3 separate regions of the Zea mays genome follow, and all the other regions are linked to region 2. Evidence: chromatin contacts called from public Hi-C data. All regions are on one chromosome and are shown on one strand. The core of a region is the stretch at or near the end of the contact, and the rest is flanking DNA. Distances in the headings are between cores, read along the strand shown. Region 1 holds the start of LOC100272586 (Os10g0351100-like protein). Region 2 holds the start of LOC100174971. Region 3 holds the start of LOC100192746 (histone H3).

Region 1 (3,256 bases), core at 537-3,036, 410 kb before region 2:
TATCCCGAGATTTTTGCCAACAAACATAGCAAGAAACTCGGAACCCTAATCTGTTCTGCGCTTGCGCGGACCGTCCGGACCGCGGACCGTCCGGCCTCAGGGCCGGACCGTCCGCCCTCTCAAATTGGCGCCCAACACCCTGTTTGGAAGTGTAGTGTTTTTGGAGTTTTCAAACAATACTATAGTATTTGATGATACTATAGTATTAGAACTCAAAAGTTGTTTGGTTTGTCCAGACAAAACACAATTTTAAATACCATGGTTTATCCAAAACCGTGGTGTTTTTAGAGTTTTTGAAACTCCACTCAGAACCTCAGTTTTCTTCTCTTCTCTCTAAATATACTTTATTTTTCTAATGAAACCAAACATATCTCGGTTTTGAGCAATACTGTGGTTTTACTATAGTAAAGTAATACTATAGTATTTGTGTCATGTACAATTATAAACTATGGTATCTCAAAACTACAATATTTTAAAACTGCATTTCCAAACAGGCCCTAAAGGAGATTTGGTGGAAAGGTGTGCATGCAGCCCACTGCCCACCCACTGTTCCAATTGGATATGGGGTGTGTTTAGAAGCAAAGTATTTCAAAACCATGGTTTTGGAATACTACAGTCATAAGATGTCATAATATAACCATAGTATTTTTTACATTACTCTTAGCAATACATGTTTGGAGATAAAATATCTCAAACCATGGTAATTAATATACATGTAGTCATAGACAAAAACTTTAGGATAGAGTAGAGTTTCATATAATCCAAAAATACCATGGTATCTACAATACCATGGTATTTAAAACAAATTTTTTACAATGTAGCCAAACTCCTCTTGGCAAAAGATACTATGGTATTTCTTAATAACATGGTTTTACCTCAAAACTTCAAAAATATTTTGTTTTAAACACACACTTGTGAGGCAGTTTGAGCAGAGATTTTAGCCAGTCACTTCTATTGATAAGATGAAGATAGACTTGCTCGTGGAGTTTTCTTCTTTTTCTGCTTGTACATTTGTATACCTCTTATAACATCGACCCTCCTTCGCCGCTTCCTTTCTTTTTAATATAATAGGCAGCTCTTCTATAGGTTCTTTTAAAAAGGAATAAGTGTAGAATAAGAAGACAGTGACGAAGTATGAAGTGTGTTTCAACAAGATAGTCCCCTTTGTTCCACATGTGGGTTATAAATGTGTCTTTGGTGTATCGTGTAAAACAGGGAACTCTGACACGTGATACTATAAATGACACTATTTGAAGAATAAAGATTAAAATAGTATATGTGATATGAGAGCTGCTAGAGACAACCTAATGATACAAAGTGGACGAGACAATATCACCTGGGCCTAAGGCATTGATCAGACACACGTTGAGAGCTATTCCACTAGTTGACTTGTATAGTATAGTGGAGCAGGATTTAGGAGTTGCAGCAGTCGAGCACTTATGAGGTGTATAAGCCATCAAAGGGGACCAACCTTATAATCATAGTGACATGAAGGCACATTTTGGTGGTCCCGTGTAGGAGAAAGGGAACTAACTAAAAAAACTTTCTTATGTTGACTTCTGTTTATCAGTTAGCCTCTATTAGTTTTTAGACCATAAATTACTTTATGTTTAGATCTTCTATTTAGCATGCGAAATACGAACTGAAGTTTAGTTTATTCCCTCCAAACACTCCCTTATCTCAGGTCAGAATTTAGAACAATAGCATACACATTTTCAAATCGCATATTTTTGTTGTGAAGTTAATATTATCCACCGGGCGGCAGAGCTCTCTGCTCTCCCCACCACTCCCTCCACTTCTCTGATATGGCCGCACCGACCTCCCCAGCGATTCCCACCGCGCGCCCGACGGCGCCCCTCCCGACCATGGAGGACATCATGGCGTCGTCGCGCGCGCAGAGCATGCGCGTGTGCCTTCGCACGGCCGGGCCCTTCTTCCGCGTCACGGCCACCCGCGGTGAGGGTGGGGAGGCCGTGGAGCTTGGCCGCGCCCAGGGCGGCATCCGCCCGTGGCCTGGCGGCGCCGTGCTGCACCTCGACTCCATGCGCATGACGCGCGCCACGCTGAGCGTCCCGGACCGCCCACTGTTCGGCCTGGGGATGTTCCTCGGTGCCGTCGCCGTGCGGCACGGCTTCGACGCCGGGTGCAAGCGCGCCGAGCTGCTCGCCATCAACGACACGCCGCTGTACCACGACAAGGTATAACCGCAGTCTCTATCCCCCCCTCGACGAATAACTTTCGTGAGCGATTGTTGCTTCAGAGTTTGCAGTGTAGTGGTCAAGATCAATTGTTCTGCCATTAAATTCATTCGCTACATCAACCAGTATTGGCAGTGCGGTGTTGCGGCCCATAAATTTACATTGATTTTCTGTGTCAAATGTTTTACATGGAGAAGCAAGGTGCAAGGATGCGTACGGTTTGAAAATACTGGTATTGAGTTTTGAAGTATAGCTATTGACAATATATAGTTCCAGTATTTGAATAGTTGCTTCACGCGTTTTTGCTTGAAAACTAAGCATGTGTCCCTGTTCATGTCAATTCCCATAATCATTCTTGGTATTACCTTCCTTTTCAAAACAAAATGAATAATATTCTTTTTCTGCTAGTTAATGGGATGCAATGATCTAAAACAGCAAACTGCAACTACTAGATGTACAGATTTGTAAGATCCACAAAATTCATGCTTGCCTTTTGAATGCATGATACTTCCCGTGGTGAACTCGAACAAAACATTTGAAACTTTTTTCGTTGTTGCCAGCTCGTTAGATTTTACATGAGGATGGGTTTCAAAGCAGTTCATGAGGTTGATGGATCATCAATCAGTGATCTTGGTCACATGTTGGTGTGGGGAGGTAGGGGTACTAGAATGGATGCTGATATTGAAGAGCTTCTTATTAAGTGGGGAAACAGATTCAGACTACAAGACTAAAAGGTGGATGGTAATACTGATATGTTTTGTCGAGACATGCAGTTTTTGCAGCATGCCGCATACAAATCTTGTTTGGATGCAATAAGGTACAAGCCTTGCTTCAACCTTTCTTAACATACAATTACTGTACATCAAGATCTTGCTATGTTTCAGTTCTTCAGTATATCCAATTGAATTTGTTATGAAGTTATGTGAACACATAAGGTTATTTCCTTATATTCTAAAATAGTGGTTAGCTATTGCTTGATTGGGAAGTGTGATTACATTTTCCAACAAGGGCTGGCCATTTTATCTTGATTGAAATGGTGGAGTGAATAAATTTCCTCA
Region 2 (2,972 bases), core at 244-2,743:
AGTCTAATTTACATCTTGAAAGAGCAATCAAGTGAAAATGACTTTTCTCTCTTCTTCTCTCTTGAACTTGGTTTAGAGTTACACTAACCTCCTAACTTTGGACTAAGTTTGAGTTTAGAGTTACACTAACCTCCTCTCTAGGTGCTCTCAGAAAGTAGAATCCAAACTGGATTATCTATAGATAATATTCACCCAAAAAAATAGGTGTGCATCTCAATATAGGCAATAAGCACAACAACTAATCCTACCTCTCCCAACCCTTTTAAGCACTCATCCACCCAACCTAGGCGGCCAGCCACCAGCCGCCCCGCCCACCAGGCAACGTGTCACTTTGTTTTTATTGTTTTGTATGGTTAAACAATGTTGTCCTTATTACATGTCAGATTTATTGGTAATGTATTGTCGTTGGGTGTCGTGTAGCTAGTAATGTCATATAAAATATAATGTGATAATAATTTTTTTATCGAGGATAAGGACCCATTGGAAACCCGATACCCGAATGGTGATAGGTATGAGATGAATCTTATACCTATGATGAGTACGAGTATCGGGATGAGGATGGTTATAGCTTTACAAGGATGATTATAGATAGGATGTCCAAACCGAGTGGTGGATTTTCCATTCTATGGTGGTACCAACCACAGCTGCAGTGAACATTTGTTCTGGAGACGGTGGAATACTTGTCGGCCATACTCAGAAGGTGCAACACAACATGAGCAACTAACTTTAGTGGTTGACGAAGAGTTTGACTTTTCCATTTCTGGAGTGCATACTGGGTCCATGGGTAAACCCGAAGAACAAGGAAAGCACTTGTCCATCAATTGCACTTGAGTAGCAAAGGTTTCAGGTTGTCGGTGCTGACATCTCTTCTACTCTGTTAAGACCAGGCTAAGGGGGTGTTTGAATGCACTAGAACTAATAGTTAGTTGGCTAAAAATTGGTAGTGGAATTAGCTAGCTAACAAATAACTATCTAACTATTAACTAATTTACCAAAAATAGCTAATAGTTGAACTATTAACTAAAGTGTTTGGATGTCTCAACTAATTTTAGCTACTAACTATTAGCTCTAGTGCATTCAAACACCCCTTAAGTGAATGTCATGGTATGGGCTGACATTTCGAGAGGTGGAGAGTGTCATGGTATGGGCTGCCATGTGGGCCGAGAGTCCGAGACCGGGCTAAATGAGCTGGGCTGAATAGGACTGACTGCAGGTAGAAAGGCAAGCGCAACATTTGGCACCGTTAGCTCTCCACTAAACTTGTCAGATGCAATAATTTATGTTTTTATTAATGGCAAAGCCCTCCTGCCAGCCAGTGCCTTCCTTCCGGGTCAACCACTGGTACAGTCACATCACGAATTCCCACTGGCAGTACGATAACCTCACTGAGCGGTAGGGCCTCCCGTCCCAGAATCCTGCAGGACCCATCGATCATGGCCCCACGGGTCCTGCTCCTGCGTGGGTTCCAATTCCAAGTCGCCCACCGTGACGCCCATCGAGTCAACCGAACCCAAGCCGTGTGGCGACTGGCGAGGCGAGTGCCCCAGTTCCTAACTCCGGTGGGCGCGCTCCCACCGCCGCGCGGCTCAAAACCCGCCCTCAGCCTCCCGCGCTCCAGTCCACACGGGAGCGGGTGGTGTCGTCTGAAGCGGCGCGATCAAGGAGTCTTCGGGCGCTCCGGTGAGCTATCTAGATCTCAACATCCTCTCCCCTCTGTAGTCTGTAGTTGTACTCTCCCGCCCGATGGTTCAGTTAAGTTATATCCTCTCCCCTTATTTTTACTCGGTCGATACCATTTCGTTGTGGATTGGGCGCCCCCGCAGGTTGAAATGCTGCCCATCATGCTGCGGCCCTGTACTATGAGGATGGTTCTAGTTTTGCGTCTGGCAATTTGGGGCGTACATGCTTTTGGCTGCGTACTGTTACTGATCGGAGAAAATGTTTGTAACGTATGATTCGTTTTTCAGGACGTAACGTGCTGGCGGTTGCTTATCTCCGGATGTATATATAAGCGGAAATGTTCTCCTTGTTCTATGGCCTGTGGAAGTATGTGTTCGCCAAGGACGAGTTCCGTGTTCTGATTCTTGGTGTTGACAGAGCTGGCAAGACGGTAGCTGCTAGCTCCCAGCCTTCATATATATATTTCCCTTTCTGAACTAGAAATTGATGATACTTACCTGTACACGATGTTTCTGGAACCGTTGCCATAGACTTTGCTGGAGAAGTTGAAATCGATATATCTCAAGGGGGAAGGACTTCCGCCTGACCGTGTCGTTCCAACAGTTGGGCTCAACATTGGCCGCATCGAAGACGCAAAGGCAAAACTTGTTTTCTGGGATCTAGGTGGTCAGGTAAGAACGTTTACGTACGTAGTAAAGTGAGCCTTCTGTTGCCGTGGCACCACCCTACGATCGTTGATATTTGAGTCTTGTCAGTTTGGTGCTATATCAGGGTTTCTAATGCCTGGGAAATACATGTCATAAATTCAAATTACTAGGATGTGGTTGCTTTAGTTATTAACCTAGCATCTTTTTGCGTTCCAGCAGAATATATATAATCTAGTTATATGGAATGCTCAATAGAATTTTCAGAAAGCAAAGATATGCTCTGTTGGCTAACATTCACAGTACTCAATAGAATTGTTTACTAGTAGAACAGCATCAGCTTCTCTGCTATGTTATAAGAATTAGTGTAAAACTAACTTCAGTATCACTGCTTGCTAGTATGATAATTAAGCTTCCATGCCAAGTTCAGTATTTCTTACACACTTGCCTGCTTGGCAGGTTAGCCTACGAACAATCTGGGAGAAATACTATGAAGAGGCCCATGCCATAATGTACGTTATTGACGCTGCCACAGCATCGTCATTTGAAGATTCCAAATCTGCTCTGGGTAAGGTTCTTATTTGTGTTAATTATAAACTACTCCCTCCATTCCAAATTATAAGACATTTTGGCCTTTTTTCTAGATAA
Region 3 (2,848 bases), core at 166-2,665, 490 kb before region 2:
TCATTATGATATGTAATGTTTATGAAGGTATGTCCTTCATAACCTTCGTCCGAAAATCATTATATCCCAAGTAAAATAATGCTTTGAAGGACGAAGGACTTTAAGGTTTAATATTTTCTGTGTTGCCTTGTTCTTAACTCTTAGCATTTGATAACAAGTCTCCAACATTATAGATAAATTTAAAATAATAATATATGTGATTTGTCATATTTAATTTATTTATATTTAAATAGTTATAATTATACGACCTAGATGTTTCAATATAATTTGTATTTTACATATACATGTTATCGAATATTTAGAACCAGATAGAGAGTAATATTTAAAAATGGACTCAGATACATCTATGTAATACTTATAATTAAATCAGACATAAATATGTATCTATATTAACACTACAGCAAATAAATTCAGATATTGTATGTTTCGGATATTTGGAAATTCGCATCCATCACTAGCTCTAACGCATGATTGGAAAGTAGCACATGACGAAACACACAGGTCACCCATCCTCCTTGGGTCCCACCAAATCCAACGGCTGCTACAGGGGTACAGCGACGCGGCAACCTCCCGCGCCCTCCGGCTGTCTCTCCGACACCGCAACTTCACGTGAGAGCATTTATATAATAAAACTGGCTCTTAGGTTGGGTTTTAGATTAATTCTTTGTCTGTTTCTCTTTCGCCCTTTTATCTTGAAGCCCGTGTAACACTTATCTCTTGCAGAAGAGCTTACCCTCTTTTTTTTTTGATGTCTCTCCTCCAGATAATAAAAAATGTCATGTAAGAGCATATACAAAGGGTGTCTTTAGCTATATGTTCGAGTGTCTAAGGAGAAAAATTTAAAAAAACTCAAGACATGTATTTTGACAAAGACACCGTGACTTGACTCTATGCTCGAGACAAGAGACTAGCTTATTGGTCAATTTAATTTATTGAATGCTCTGATTGATATAATGGATATAGTAAGACATATGTTTTAGACACATCTACTGTATTATATTATGTTTTAGCTGTGTCTTATATTTAAAGTACTATTTAAGGTTGTACGTGCTCTAAGGACATGTACAACCTAGAGTCCTAGACACTGTTACACGGTACTTTAAGTATAATACATAACTAAAACACAACATAATATAGTGGGCATGTATAAAACATATGTCTTACCATATTCATTTAACCAATCATAGTATTTAATAAATTAAAGCGACCAATTAGCTAGTCTACTATCTCGAACATAGAGCTAAGACACTGTGTCTTCGTCAAGATACATGTCTTGAGATTTTTACATTCATCCCTATATACACATTCAATCATCTCTCTGTGCACATTCAAAAATATAACTCAATACACACATTATACATGACTTAAGTAGACATACAGCCATTATAGTGTGTTTGCTCTCACGGGCTCCCAGCACACAAGCGAATCCTCGATCCGCGAGCATAGGTCATAACCAATCGGAGCGCAGCATTCCAAGCTGGCGATCCTCGCCACGAGCCTAAAGCGCTCCTGGCCGTCCGATAGCATCAAAGAAACACACTCACAACCGATCCAGACGGCCCACCCAGCGCGAACCGGATATACCACACGGATGCCGCTCTATAAATAAGACCCCGCGGCCAGCCTACTGTACTTTTCCGGCCTCCCATTCCTCGCGCGGCGACCACCCGATTCGAAGCGTGCGGAGAGACCGAAGAAGCGGGAGAGGTATGACTCGAGCCCGTTCCCTCTTCCCTCTTTCGGCGGTTTCGTTAATTCGAGAAGGCGGCGTTCCGTGGTGGTTCTTGCGATCGTGTGAATTTTGCATGTTTTATTTTTTATTTTTTTTTGACTCGACTCGTGCGTTTTGGGGATCGGCCGAGTTGGGGCTTCCGCTGGATGCACTGCAGCGGCCGGCGGCTATGGTGTGCTAGGGTTGCCTTTCGGTCTCCTTCGACTTGCGCGGATACTGCTTGTCACGCGTCGGTAGGGGTACTTCCAACTGGGTTTGGGTCTACTGGTTGGGTACTGTAGCGATTATGGAGGTGATCTTGGCAGAGCTATTACGATCTCTTGCAGGATCGTGGTGCTGCTAGGTTTTGTAGGTGAATGTAAGGGTGGTTGTACTCATGGCTCTAGCGCCCTTTGGATTTTGTTGTTATTGGAGATTTAAGTGGTTCACACATTGGATGCTACTCGGAAGTTCGTATATTAGAACTTCTGATTTATGGACTCGGCTATTGTTCTTCCATTTAGTTGTAGCGATCCATGCTTTTATTCTCTCGTGGAATTGCATCCTCCATCTTGATTGTAGGTAGGTGAATTTAGGGCTTTAGTGCTTATTCACATAGTTCACTCACTCTCAGGAATTTAGGTAGGTTAATTTATGAATTCGACACATGGATGTTATGGTAGCTAATTTGGATTGTATTTAATGGTCTGTAAGTGATTTGTTATGTAATACCGATTATATATTTTTTGTTTTCTGTAATTCTGTTTGATTTAGTGGACTTGGTTAATTTACTTGCCCCTGTCACACAGCTGACGCTTTTTTTATTTCAATCCACCAAGTCAGCTCATGATAATAGCCGACAGGTTGTCTGCTAATCGAACATTTTATTAATCAGGTCGTTGAGTATGATTTAATGGTTTTTGTTTCTTAAACATTTGTTACTAGTCATGGTGTTATTTGGAGTACTGTTCTATAGGGCGGTCCAGTTATAGTGCTAGTTGTTCAGTCAACAAATATCTTCAAATTCTATTATATAGTATTAGAAATATGTTTGAACAAAATGCTTGTTGTTCTATTGTACCTGAACTATCTTATATTTCATTTATAAATAATGAAATAATGATAACCAAGGTGACC

What was found. A called contact is a pair of places that touch in the nucleus more often than the background predicts.
Region 1: a contact with region 2 is called in a Hi-C map of tassel, with 2.3 times the contacts expected there. The contact joins the promoter of LOC100272586 here to the promoter of LOC100174971 in region 2. A contact is called at or near these places in 2 of 25 Hi-C or Micro-C datasets (ear and tassel).
Region 3: a Hi-C map of tassel shows a contact between it and region 2, with 3 times the contacts expected there. The contact joins the promoter of LOC100192746 here to the promoter of LOC100174971 in region 2. A contact is called at or near these places in 3 of 25 Hi-C or Micro-C datasets (ear, endosperm and tassel).

Annotation. Positions count from the first base shown.
Region 1 is chr1:68,151,784-68,155,039 of Zm-B73-REFERENCE-NAM-5.0, forward strand. It overlaps LOC100272586 (Os10g0351100-like protein), which reads left to right and starts at 1,787. Exons shown (of 2, transcript NM_001147049.1): 1 at 1,787-2,198; 2 at 2,759-3,256. The coding sequence starts at 1,806. The coding sequence ends at 2,929.
Region 2 is chr1:68,557,959-68,560,930 of Zm-B73-REFERENCE-NAM-5.0, forward strand. LOC100174971 reads left to right here and starts at 1,494. Exons shown (of 7, transcript NM_001134282.1): 1 at 1,494-1,680; 2 at 1,968-2,110; 3 at 2,211-2,351; 4 at 2,784-2,892. The coding sequence starts at 2,018.
Region 3 is chr1:68,067,553-68,070,400 of Zm-B73-REFERENCE-NAM-5.0, forward strand. LOC100192746 (histone H3) reads left to right here and starts at 1,416. Exons shown (of 5, transcript NM_001137945.3): 1 at 1,416-1,707.